Regions from separate parts of the Zea mays genome. Here regions 1 and 2 are each linked to region 3. The links are chromatin contacts, called in public Hi-C maps. All regions are on one chromosome and are shown on one strand. The core of a region is the stretch at or near the end of the contact, and the rest is flanking DNA. Distances in the headings are between cores, read along the strand shown.

Evidence for each region. Hi-C and Micro-C count contacts between places; a contact is called where the count stands out from the background.
Region 1: a Hi-C map of ear shows a contact between it and region 3, with 3 times the contacts expected there. The contact joins the promoter of LOC100283412 here to the promoter of LOC100284679 in region 3. A contact is called at or near these places in 2 of 25 Hi-C or Micro-C datasets (bundle sheath and ear).
Region 2: a Hi-C map of endosperm shows a contact between it and region 3, with 4 times the contacts expected there. The contact joins the promoter of LOC103626227 here to the promoter of LOC100284679 in region 3. A contact is called at or near these places in 9 of 25 Hi-C or Micro-C datasets (bundle sheath, ear, endosperm and 4 more).

Annotation. Positions count from the first base shown.
Region 1 is chr5:36,236,288-36,240,606 of Zm-B73-REFERENCE-NAM-5.0, forward strand. It overlaps LOC100283412, which reads right to left and starts at 2,726. Exons shown (of 7, transcript NM_001156313.1): 1 at 2,223-2,726. The coding sequence starts at 2,612.
Region 2 is chr5:36,463,426-36,467,802 of Zm-B73-REFERENCE-NAM-5.0, forward strand. It overlaps LOC103626227 (homeobox-leucine zipper protein HOX23), which reads right to left and starts at 3,076. Exons shown (of 2, transcript NM_001352895.1): 1 at 2,312-3,076; 2 at 1,007-1,922. The coding sequence starts at 2,932. The coding sequence ends at 1,497. It also overlaps the pseudogene LOC118472000.
Region 3 is chr5:36,724,536-36,728,752 of Zm-B73-REFERENCE-NAM-5.0, forward strand. LOC100284679 (oxidoreductase) reads right to left here and starts at 1,458. Exons shown (of 2, transcript NM_001157574.2): 1 at 803-1,458. The coding sequence starts at 1,297.

The DNA of each region.
Region 1 (4,319 bases), core at 1,476-3,975, 490 kb before region 3:
GTAATAGTTAAGGCTTCCGAGTAGCACCTCCAAGCTATGATGCGCAGATACTTCACAAAACTCACGTACCGGTGTCGGATACCGTATCGAATACGAATACCTCTCGGATACTTCCGGATACGTATCGGAGACGTATCGGATATTTCTGCAGATTTAAATAAAAAAAAGACGGATACTCCATGGATACCTCTCTGATACCTGCGGGATACGTCCCAACCCTAGTTCGTAGTATACACTCGTGCTCCTGTATCGCATAACCACTGCCCAAAGCCGCCTCCCTGCCTCCTCTTGCGCGTCCCCAACCGCCGCAGTTCGTCGGTCTGTGGCCGCCTCTGCTGCAGTTCGTCGGTCCGGTCGCCTCAGTTTGTCGGTTTGTGGCTGCCGTCGCCGTCACCCGTCAGTCACCGATTGGAGCAGCCGCCGGCGTGTCGCGAGGTCTGTGACCGTCAGCCTGCCAGTCGCCGGCGCGCAACGAGGTTTGTGGCTATCAGCCTACCAGCCGCCGATTGGTGCCGCCGCCACGAGGTCTGTGGCCGCCGTTCATTGATTGGAGCCACCGCCTGATGAGCCGTGGGCTCGTGGCTGCTGCCGCAGTCGATCTGTGGTCATCAGTTGCCCATTGGAGTTGCCGCCCGATGATTGGTGGGTCTGTAGCTGCCGCTGCCAGACTGTGGGTTTGTGGCCATTGTCGTCGATCCGTGTCACAGTGCCGCCCATCGATCCACAGGTCGACGTCGGTGTGTTTTGTGGCTGGCTGCACATCTTTGCCACAAATCAATTTGTAGGTCTGTGTTCTTATCTTCCCTTCTTGCTTATCAAACTCCTTGCTTCTCAATCTGTTGACTGCTACAACTCCGGTCTTGTTAGATCCCATGGCAGCGACCAGCGAGTTCAAATGCTTATGCTTCTGCATCTACTGAGGCCAGTGGCAGCAAAGGTAGTTTTCACGTCGCTAATAATCCTGCTATTTATTTTTATTTATAATATATATTTACGTATCGTTGTATCGGTGTTTTTTTATAAATGGTGTATCGGGGTATCGACGTATCGCGTATCCCGTATCCGTATCCCCATGTCAGGGTAACATAGCCTCCAGGTCCCGGTTTGATCTCCCTCAGGGCGAATTTCTGGTTTGGTTACAAAAATCTCCTCGATGTGCCCCGTCCGCTCCTGGAGTCCTGGGTTACGTCCTACGTGCCACCCTCCGGCTGGGCCATTGTAGAGTGGGCGATGACAGCCCGCTAGTGATGGTGGGTCAGGGTTCGGGGATTGTCTCGACCGGAACCATGTTTCGGTCTATTCTTGATATAATACCGGGAGGACGGTCTTTCCCTCCCCGGCCGAGTTTTTCTTACAATTGATTAATTCATTTATTTATGATAATTCATTAATCTTGCTGTGAGAGCTGATTAAATGCTCTTTTTCAGAAACTGATCGAGAACAGCTACGGCTTTCCAGGTTATCTGAACTAAGCTGCAACACTGGCTTGGTGCATGTATAACTGAAACGCAGGCCGAAAAAAAGATTTATTGTAAGGTATTTTTTGCTCCCTTGTCGACAAATATTACATCTTATTTTACCAAGGAATGATTGCTATCTTCTCTCATATAATTTGATCCAGGTGGCAACATTGCATTCAATTGCTGTATCATGTGCAAGCTTCATGTTCATGTTACTGATTTGGTTTTGCTACCTAGTTCTTGATTGCTCTTGCCATTTGTTGCAGATGAGCTCACTTGATCTGTTTTTTTATAACTGCAGCAGCTCCAGGGATGCATAATCAGTTGAATTACTGGTTATGCCTTCTCTACCATGGTCTCTGTGTTGCAGCTCCCAGGGATGCATAATAAAGGAATCACCTGTTGGCATTCGAAGGATGGTGTTGATATTGTCGCAATTTCTGTTTTTACATCCTCAGGTGGACTGAGGATATTACAGTCAGGAGCTTAATCTTAAGAGTCATGCTGGTTTAGCTATTCAAACTCTTGCTTTTCTATCTTATAATTTGTTCTTGGTGGTTTGGGACTTTTGGGATGTGTTCTATTTTTGGCAATGAATGGTTTGGATCAAATGATCCAGATTTATTGTGGGCATACGTCAGGCAAGGTTTCTAATTTAATGTTTTGCAACAGCTTTCTTTGTTCAGTGTTACATTCTCGCTCCTTACCTCCGATGATCACAAACTAAGTGGCACTCTGCTCGAATAGAATGGCTCAACGGACCTGGAGGAGCGCGGCGACGCCGGACTCAACGTGGGTTAGGTTAACGAGCAGCATGACGAGTCTGCGCGCGAGAGCTGGCTGCTCCCCGCCTCGCTTGGCCACGACGTCCATGGCGGCATCGACGGCCCCGAGCGCGACAAGGCGCGCTGCGAGGGCCGCGTCCTGGCTGAGGTTGACGAGCGAGTCCGCCGCGGCCTCTCCCGAGCCACTTCCGCCCGCGGAGGCCAGCAGGCGGAGCAACGCCGGAAGGGCGCTATCGGCGCGCGCCGTGAGCGCCCGGAGGCCGTCCTCCCCACCCGTCAGCCCGCGCACGATGTCCGCCGCCGCGCCCCGCACCTGGGGGTTGCGGTCGGAGAGGAAGCCGATCAGCTCGTCGAGCTCGTCGGCCATGGCGCGGCGGCGGCGGCGGCAGGGTTTAGTAGGCCTTCTGGTCGTGTTCGGGGTATTCTTCTTTTTTTTTTGGCTGATACTACAATACACAGACACAGCGGGATGAATGGATTTGTTAGGCTGCTGCCAACGCTCCCAGTGGTAATGGCCTTAGTGTGCGTTCTCCGGTATTTCTAGTTGGCTAGTTTATTTCTAAACTAAAACATGGCAAATGAAAAAGAACGGAAAGAATGTCTAATTAAAGTTGCATCTAAACAAATATCTAATTTTATCAGTTATCTATCACGTTATAAATATTAGTCGGTTACCCGTGCGTTACGACGGATCACAACAATACCCACGTAAATTATCCAACAAAAAAATCTCCAGATTTTTTATTAATTGTCTTCGTTCTTCGCATAATATTTTTTATGAACGCACGGGTAACATAGGCAGCAAATCAGAGATCTCTATCCCTCGTCTCCTCCACTTCCAAGGTTTCGTAGAGCAGGAGGGGAAGGGAAGAGGCAGACATACTTGTTCGTTGCCGGAGAAAGACACGACAAAGACCTGGGCATCTGGAGATGATATAGGTAGTATACCGCTAGATATATAGGGAGAGAGCAAGCAAGCGGAGAAAGAAGCTCAGCCAGAACCCTTGGGCTACCAACCTCGCCTTATTTCTCACTACCAACTCATCCTCACTCTCTTTGTTTTTGAAAACCCATTTTGTACCTATGGGATGGCCGTTTGAAGGAGGTGGTACCAAAACCCAAACCTGATTTCACTCAAAATTTTCAAGCTTCTCATGCATAGCATTGACCAAGCGAGGATCGGATAGAGCGTGTCCAACATCCTGGGGCTCAAAAGTTGCAACAAAAGCTGAGTGAGCAAAGTGGGACATCTGCTGATACCTAGAGCGAGTGACTCGCTCATCAATCTCACCAATCATCTATTAAGGAGGGTGATCGTGTTGAATGTGCCGTGGAGTCGTCCTCGAAGAGGTAGCCTCCCCCTCAACAACAGCCTCAACTCCTCCAGTCTCAGCAGGAGCTGGCTCGAGCTGACCCTAAGTGGTGGAAGAAGTGGGGTCGGGTCCATTAGTCGAAGTCGTGGAAGCAGGCTCAACTAGGGCAACTGGTTGAGTCGGCTTGGGATCACCTGAATCGGCGTCGTCATGCTTCTCCTCCACAAAGATGGTCTGTCCCATCCGATCTGGACCTGCAAGCTCAAAGACAGGGGATGGACAAGGTGCAATCTCATCGAATGTTACCTCATAAGTCTCCATAATGCGGTTAGTCTCCAGGTTAAGAACACGATAAGCACGAGAATGTAATACATAACCCAGGAAAACCCCATCAGAAGACCGAGACTCAAATTTGTCTGAATTGCCCTGTTTCAGCACAAAGCATATGCAGCCAAACACCCTGAAATGACTAACGTTGGGTGGCCATCCAAACCACAACTCATATGAAGTCTTGTTCAAGAAAGTTCAAAGAAAAATGTGGTTCGACACATGGCAGATAATGTTGATCTCTTTGGCCCAAAAATGCCTAGGAGCCCTATGCTCATCAAGCATCGTCCTAGCCATATCAACAAGAGTCCGATTTTTGCGTTCAACAATGTCATTCTGCTGAGGCACATACAAAGATGAAAACTAATACTCAAGTCCCAAAGAAGCACAAAAGGTCTCAAAATGAGTAATTTTTAATTATGTATCCCATTGTC
Region 2 (4,377 bases), core at 1,826-4,325, 260 kb before region 3:
TCTGTATGTGTGTGTCTGCTGACTGACTATTCTACCCGCCCGGAGAACCAATTAAAATACTCTTCTGTCTCAAAATATAGTTCTTTCTAATTATTTTTTTCCTATCATGTAAACTATATTTATAGGCTACTTAATGAATGTAGGTTTAGTCTAAAACGAAATACATTTTGGGACGGAGGAAGTATATGGTATATCTAGTTTCAGTCAACTGCCTTGTTTCATGTCAAGATATTATTTAAGAAGCGATTATATTTATATTAATAATAATGATCTCTGCATGTGTAAAACTCGATTAACAATATATCCAGTAAAACTCGATTAATTGCTCCATTTTTCTTCTCTGCATGTGTGTCTGCTGACTGACTATTCTACCCGCCCGGAGAACCAATTAAAATACTCCCCGTCTGACTTTTTTCCATACACATTCCAATAAATAATAGTAAATATAGACACAATATAAACTATATTCATAAGCTAATTAATGAATGTAGGTTTAGTCTAAAACGAATTGTATTTTAGGATGGAGGAATTATATGCATGGTATACCTAGTTTCAGTCAACTGCCTTGTTTCATGTCAAGATATTATTTAAGAAGCGATTATATTTATTTAATAATAATGATCTGAAATGGCCATGCTGCACAGCTTGCACGACAGTCTGATCTGTCTGTCTGTCTGTCCAAGCTGTCTGTTTCGTAGACTTGAAGCTGAGACCCACATGCCAAACACCAACCGCACACCACAGTACTACGGCTACCCCATGCACGAAGCCCCCATCCACATCACCGATCCATCCCCCATATTGCAAAAAAGAAAAAGAAAACGAACAACTTGATATGTTTTAATGTTCATTTCGTTCATAGTAGATCGATCCATACGAGTAAAAGAAAAGCAGAAAAATAAGAGGTAGAATTTGCAAGGTTCAAGTGCGGACGAAATAACCTGGCACTCACATGGTACCATAACCATATTATATAGTATAATCCTATACACAACAATATCACCACTGCCTCACAAATGTAATCACCTATATATAATATACTTCATTCGTTCTTTTTTATTTGTCGTGTTTTAGTTCAAAACTGAACTAGAACGACAAATATTCGAGAACGAAGATAGTTAAACAGATGTCCAAGAAGAAGGCAAGAAGGATGGAGATAATAGAAAAAGACAGAGAGAGACTTACTGCTCAACTCCTCAATCTACCTTGACTGACATATCCATCATCTCCGTACGTCCTGATTGGATCGTCTCACCACCTCACATATCCCAGCTGCTTCTTTGATCAACAACGCATCGGCAACGTACGTCGTCGGCGGCGATCTCGCGATCTGGCGCATAGCTTGATGCGATGCCAAGAGGAAATGACCGGCCGGAGAGGCATGTCGGTCGGTCGACGTGCTGTTGGATCCATGGAACAAAATCTGCGTCGCCCGATGCGAGGTCATAGCAGGCAGCGTAGTGCACCGTACGAGACGAATTGAAGGATTAATTTGTTCACTGGAAGGCGTGGTGGCCGTCGGCCCACGGCCAGAACGGAGGCTGCTCGTCGGCGGCGGCACCGCACAGCAGGCTTCCAAAGGTGCCGCCTCCGCCTCCGCCACCGCCCGCAGTAGCGGCGGCGCCGTGGCCGGGCTCCATCTTGGGCGCCGGGGACGGGTGGCCGCCGCTGTGCAGGAGCTGGAGCTGGTCGACGTCGTCGGCGCGGGCGCAGGCGTAGAACGGGATGCCGCGGTAGCTGTCCATGGCGGCGGGGCTCTCGTCGGCGGCCCGAGGCGGCCTGGAGATGTCGAGGTTGATCTCGGAGCTGTTCTCGTCGCTGCTGCGGTTGCTGCAGGACGCCTCCGTCTCCTTGACGTTGAGGTTGATGAGCTCCGACGCCGCCTCCTGCCTCCCTCCTCCGCCTCCCTTGAGCGCCATGATCTGCACGCGATGGACAGGATCGACGGGACCGGTGATTATTGGTAGATCGAGTGGTTAATCATGCTGCATGGCACCGGCACCGGCACGGCGGCACCACCACCACATCACAGACGATGAGACGAGAGAAAAGGAGAGAGGCCATGCATGCATGGGTGGCCGACAGCAGGCGCAGGCCGGCACCCATCCCGACATGCGCACTTTATGCAGAGTCGACGCCCATGGATGGATCCTATTCCTATCTACGATCCTCTAGCTTGCTATGCTATGGTATAACTTGAATTCTCCGATCCAGATGCATGGATTTTAGTTGTGGCCTGGGTCGTAGTCGTAGATCCTGATGCGCATGGCGATGGCATTGTTACTCGTTACTGCTACATCATAGTACACACCTCTGTCTGGAGCTTCTTGTTGTGGGAGAGGAGGGCGTCGTTCTCGGCGCGGGCGGCGTCCAGCTGGCGGCGCAGCGCGTCGTAGTCCTTCTCCAGCTGCTTGGTCTTCCACCGGGCGCGGCGGTTCTGGAACCAGATGGCCACCTGGCGGGGCTGCAGCCCCAGCGCGCGGGCCAGCTGCGCCTTGCGCTCCGGCTCCAGCTTGTTGGCCACCTCGAAGCTGCGCTCCAGCGTGCGCACCTGCTCCACGCTCAGCCGCCGCTTCCGCTCGCCGCACGCCGCCGCGGCGGACCCCTCCTCGTCGTCCGACGCGCCGCCGCCGCAGTCCTGCTGGTGCTGCTTGGGCTCCGCGTGCAGGTGGCCGCTGCCGTCGTCACACATGCCGTCAGGGTACATGCGCTTAATGCCGGTGGCCAGCATTGGAGGCGGCGGCGCGGTCATGGCGCCGCCGAAGTCGTGGAGGAAGGGGCTGACGAGCGCCGGGGGAGGGGGAGCCAGGAGGTGGTCGTGGCCCTCATGGTGCTGGTGCTGGTGGTGCGCCTGCTGCTCCTGCTGCATTTGGAGGAGGAAGTTGGCGGCGAAGAAGGAGGGGGCCATGCCATTGGTTGCCATTGGCTTCATCGCAGGAGCGAGAGGAACATGGGGAGGGAGTATATCGATCTTCCTTCCCACACCACAGATTGACACGGGGAAAGAGAGAGAGAGGGGATGGAGCTGCTAGAGGTTGGTTGGGACTTGGGAGCTAGCGAGAGTCTTGTGTGTGTGTGACAGAGAGGCAGAGCTGGAAGAAACTGAAAGAGTCCGGGAGCTGCTAATATAATGCAAATTAGCAACATTATATATATTTATTGAACAGATATTTTTGTGGAGTGGAAGAAAAGAACACTAGACACAGGGAGATGGAAAGGGAATTGGAGAGTGAAGGCCGTTCAAATTACAACCGGCTAATGTTACCGGAATCTGCTAAAGGAACCTTTGTACCAACCACGTACTACCACTGTTGTTGCATATATACTGTACCACGAACATTTCCAGCACTCAACGCTAGCTGCGCGCGTACAGAGAATTGAAACTGCCTACTGTGTGTGTCTATATATATATATATATATATATATATATATATATATATATATATATATATATATAATTGAGTTACTTCACAACGACAACACTACTTTGCATGGCAGCATTATTTATACATAAAGTCAAAAACAAGACTCAAACCATAAAAACCGGTTGTTTGACTATTGCAGATATAATTTATAGAGACAAAAATATTATAGAAGCAGCAGAAACTGATACAAATTAAAGTCAGACGAACAAACAAAACATACACATGCAAAGGCTGGCTTGTCGCAGTTTTCATGTCATGGTAATCCTTGCACTACCAAAATCCGGCTCTTTGTTGATTGCTCGACACTTTACCAAGTACCACTCAGCAAAGCATTCTTTGTCGAGTATCACTCTCGGCGAAATAAGACTCTCGGCAACGACATCGTTTACCGAGAGTGAGACACTCGACATAGATAGACTCTCGGCAAAGCCCCCTTTGCCGAGTGTCAAACTCTCGGCGAAACACGATGCTCGGCAAAGGGTCGTCAGCAGCCGTCTATAGCTGACGACCGTTAACTTTGCCGAGCGCCAGACTTTGGCACTCAGCAAAATAACTTCTTTGCCGAGTGTCTTCTTTGACACTCGACAAAAGTATAATTTTATTATTATTTTTCTTTTTCTCACTAAACTTTTTGTGGTGTGTTCCTACACTATGTAGACCTACATGTTCGATTTTGGCACAATTATAAAAGTGTTTGCTATAACTATTAGATTTTGTTCTTTTAATTGAATTTTCTCGGATAATTCAGATTTGAACTGCAAGTCGCTCGAAAGATGAAAAACCGTGAATGCAAAAATGATATTCATGTTACTTAGCACAAGTTACGACCTATTTCTGGAGCAGACCAGAAATTTCGAGCCCCATGCACACGAAACAAAACCGTTAACTTATCATCCAATTGTTTTAAAATACTGGTAAAGGGGTCCACTTGTGCTCCCCGTTGCCGAGAGCT
Region 3 (4,217 bases), core at 208-2,707:
GTTGTCCATATGCAGTGGAAACAAACATTTCATCATTCTTTAGTACATTATTAAGGCTATGAAGAACACATTAACCTACAGCATTCCATATGCACTTCCTGAATCACATACTACAATACTAGTATGTGCAGAACCACAATGTCTATGCTTGTTTTCAGTGGTTCTGGAAAAAAAATCTGTGTTGAAAAACCAAGAATCATATTGATGTTACTATTTTTTTTCTGGGTCAATTTGAGCTGGAATGATATAGCCAAACTTCAAGAGTTTCAATGGAATAGATCAAGAATCACATTGCAAAATCAGATCAAGTCAAATCATGCAATTGAAACTTTGTGAAAAAGTTCAAAGTGAACAGCTATAACAGAACAAAATGTCTTCCAGAGTTTCAATGGATCGTTATGAAAGATGGTGATTCATTTTGTGTTAAGAACAATGGTGGTTCATTATGGTAAAAAAGTATATGCTGGTTCAATGAGAAAACTTTCAACCCCAACAAAGTTTGAATATTTCGATTCCTGTCATTATATCACAGGCATCCAAACTAAAAAAACTGCAGTGACACCAAACCCCTGTTCCCACCACTTCTGATAAATACCAGCCACGGAATTAAGGCAAAACAACAATTTTGGTTGATAAGCAAACACTCAGTCACCAAGATGGGAAGAAGAGTCAATCTTTTTTTTCCCTCTCTAGAGATCCATTTCTTGGTCTTTCATACTGGTATAATAAATAAGGAAAAGGATCTAGGCATTTCCAGATTCCACCGAACATCAGCAACGAAAAAGCCATTCCAAGATCTCACCACTCTGACGTCGCCAAAGGCGTCCTTGTCGCTGACGATCTCCCGCATCTTGGCGGTGCGCGGGTTGTGGATCCACATGGTGGTGTCCATGAACTGGACCCCGGAGGCGTCGCAGGCGCCGAGGATGGCGTCGAGTTCGGCAGTGCAGAGCGCGGTGGGCTTCTCGAGGAGCAGGTGCTTGCCACGCGCAGCGACGGCTGTGGCCCAGGGCACGTGGAGACTGGTGGGGAGCGGGAGGTACACGGCCTCCACGTCCGGGTCCTCTAGGAGAGACTCGTAGGACCCGTGGACGCGCGCCGCGGGGAAGCCGATTTCGGAGATGAAGCGGCGGGCCTTGTCATCGGAGCGACTGCCTACGGCGGCGATGGTGGCGGCGCCCGGAGGGAGCATCAGCATTGCGCGCGAGATCTTACGCGCAATGTCAGCGCATCCCAGGACGCCGAAGCGCACCGCGCGCGGCGGCGGCGGCTGCACCGGCGCTGCAGGGGACGACATTGGCGGCGGCGTCGTTGGTTGGCCTCGGTTCCGACCGGTGTGTGGAGTGATGGATCGCCTGCGTCAGTTATTTGTTGTGTGTGGTAGTTCAGCTTTCGGGTTCAGGATAATCATGTCAGGGCTCCAGTGCTCCACATACATACAGGAGGCGGCATGGGGGCGAGGAGGCCCAGGAAGAGCTCACGGCAACAGCCTAGGAACCTGCCATTGCGTAGCCCAGAACAGGTAGAAGGCATGCGATTAGAGCCCACTGGAGATTGAGTAGAAGGCGAGGAGAAAAAAAAACACACACCATGGACTTCACCTTCTTTGCCTCTATGCCCTTGGTACCTGACGCCCAACCAGGCACTGTGCGCCTGTGTGTTACCGTAAAGCCCCAACCCTCTAGTTTTCTATTCAGGCCCGGTTCGTTTGCACAGGAATACACCATAAATTATTCCAGATAATCAAAATTTATATAAATTAGAGAAACAATTTGGATATGAATTGTTCCAGGTCTCCATTCTGAAGTAACCGAACGGCCCCTCAACAAGACCGGTGCAAATGGTTGCTACTTGCTACTATCATCCGATCATGTGGTCTACCAAACGGTCCGCCATAGTGCCAGCATCAGTAGGTACATGCACGCGGTCGACAACGCCATCGATCGGTCGGTAGGATCGCTACCGGCCGCATTGGAGCCACGAGTAGTCGGTATAGATCGGTTAGTATCACCCTCCACGATCCGTAGGCACAGATAGTTGCCACGTGGTGATTTCTGTTTGGTTCGTTCCATTTTTAATTAATTTTTTTAAAAAAATTGAACCTGGTCTATAAATAAAGGAGAACCTTTTGAACTTATACAACCCTCACTTTAAATTTATATATCACCCTACACATTCTTCTTTTGCAGTCATTTCGTTTGAAACAACCGTTGTCTCGATGTCTTCGTCTGTCTCCGACCTCAACATGATTGAAGAAAGAATTCTTCGAGTTGTTATCGAAAGAATAATGCAGCGGAGGCAACAAAGCTTGACACTTAGTCTTCCATGTCTAGCAGGCGACCGAAGCGACGTCGTAGGTACATCGACCGAAACTATGAAGCTACCCACGAGGCCATGACCGGTTGATGCACGACTACTTCACCGACCCATGCGTTTATCCATCGCTCTACTTTCGTCGAAGTTACTGCATCAAAGAAGCCTCTTCCTTCACATCTTGGAGAGGTTGGATGAGCACTCCTACTTCACTCATTGAACCAACACAGTCAACCGCAACAGATTCTCCCCCCATTAGAAATGCATAGCTAACCTACTTATGTTTGCATACGGTAGCGTTGCTGACTCCATCGATGAGTACATCAAAATGGGGAAAAGCTCTACCTTATAGTGTTTCAAACTTTTTTGTAGAGTTGTTATCGAATATTTTGGGCCGCAGTACATATGTCGTCCCACTGTTGATGACATTACGCGTCTATTAGTTTAGGGGGAAGGGGGTTTTCTAATATGATAGGGAGTATAGATTTTATGCATTGAAAGTGGAGGAATTGTCCCATTGGATCGAGAGGACAGTTCACAAGAGGGGACACTGGATCTCCGACTATCATGCTCAAGGTTGTTGCAAGTATGACTTGTGGATCTGACATGCTTTTTTGGGTGGCAAGATCAAACAATGATGTGAATGTGGTCAAGCAATCACCGTTGTTCACTAACGTGCTTAAAGGTGGAAGCACCAAATGTGAACTTCACAATGAGTGGTCATAGAGTACAACTAGGGACACTACCTAACTAGTGGCATATACCCTTGGTGATCGGTGTTAGTGAAGACCATTCCACTCCCACAGACTCCAAAGTAGCAAAAGTTTGTTGTGTGCTAGGAGGGGCATGGAAGGACGTGGAGAGAGCATTTGGGGTGCTCAACACTCAATTTCATATTGCCCCTCACATGGAAGGACGTGGAGGGCACGATGGGTTACCACAGTCTTTACCGCCCCCTCGGGCGCCAAGTACAAGTATGTTGTTCGCCTCAACTTCACCTTAGACTCCGACAAATGCACCAACAACATAGCAGAGTCTGAAAGTCGTTATTCTTGGCCTTCGCAAGCTCAGAGCCCTTAGAGTCAGAACCTGCATAGTGAAGACCGACTCGAAGATTGTGGTTGTTCAAGTAGAAAAGGAATGTACTGCCTAGAGCCAGTGTTGCTTCAGTATCTGACAGACATGTGAAGCCTTGAAAAATAGTTTTGCGGCCTCACAATCACATCAAGCAGGGAAAAATGAAGAGGTTGATATGTTGATGAAAACAGTAACAAGAGGTGAGCCCCTACCATCAGTTGTATTCTACGAGGTCACAGAAATACCCTTTATCGGGCAACCAAACGAAGGCCACAAGACAGTCATCATCATAATGCACAAAGGCTGGAGGGCGCCAATAATGTTATATTTGCAAGGGCATTACAACCCTATCAATAAGTTTGAAGCATCCAGACTCAAGTACAGAAGTCACGACTACACAATAATCTATGGAAACCTGTACAAGAAAGGCATCAGTTAGTGAAAGGGACATGGGCTTTTAGACATTTCTATATTGGTTTTGGTGTTTAATTATCATCACAATCTTATGGACTAACTATTTGCTAACTATATGAATGCAGGTTCATAAGATTGAAATTGAAGAATTCAGTATGAACAATAGTTTCAAAGAAGGCTAGAACGACCCAATTTGGAAAAGATGAACTATGAGTGGTTCATATGTTTGGATAAGTTCTAAATGCCATTAGGAATATATTTGAGTACCTTAGGAATATATTTGTACTGATGGTTTTCTTAATGAACCACCAATAGAAATCATTTTAAATTATTTTTTTGAGTTTTCAAATGACCTCATATGAAAAAACAACCAAAATAAAAGTTGTAGATCTTTAAAAGTTATAAAACTTTAT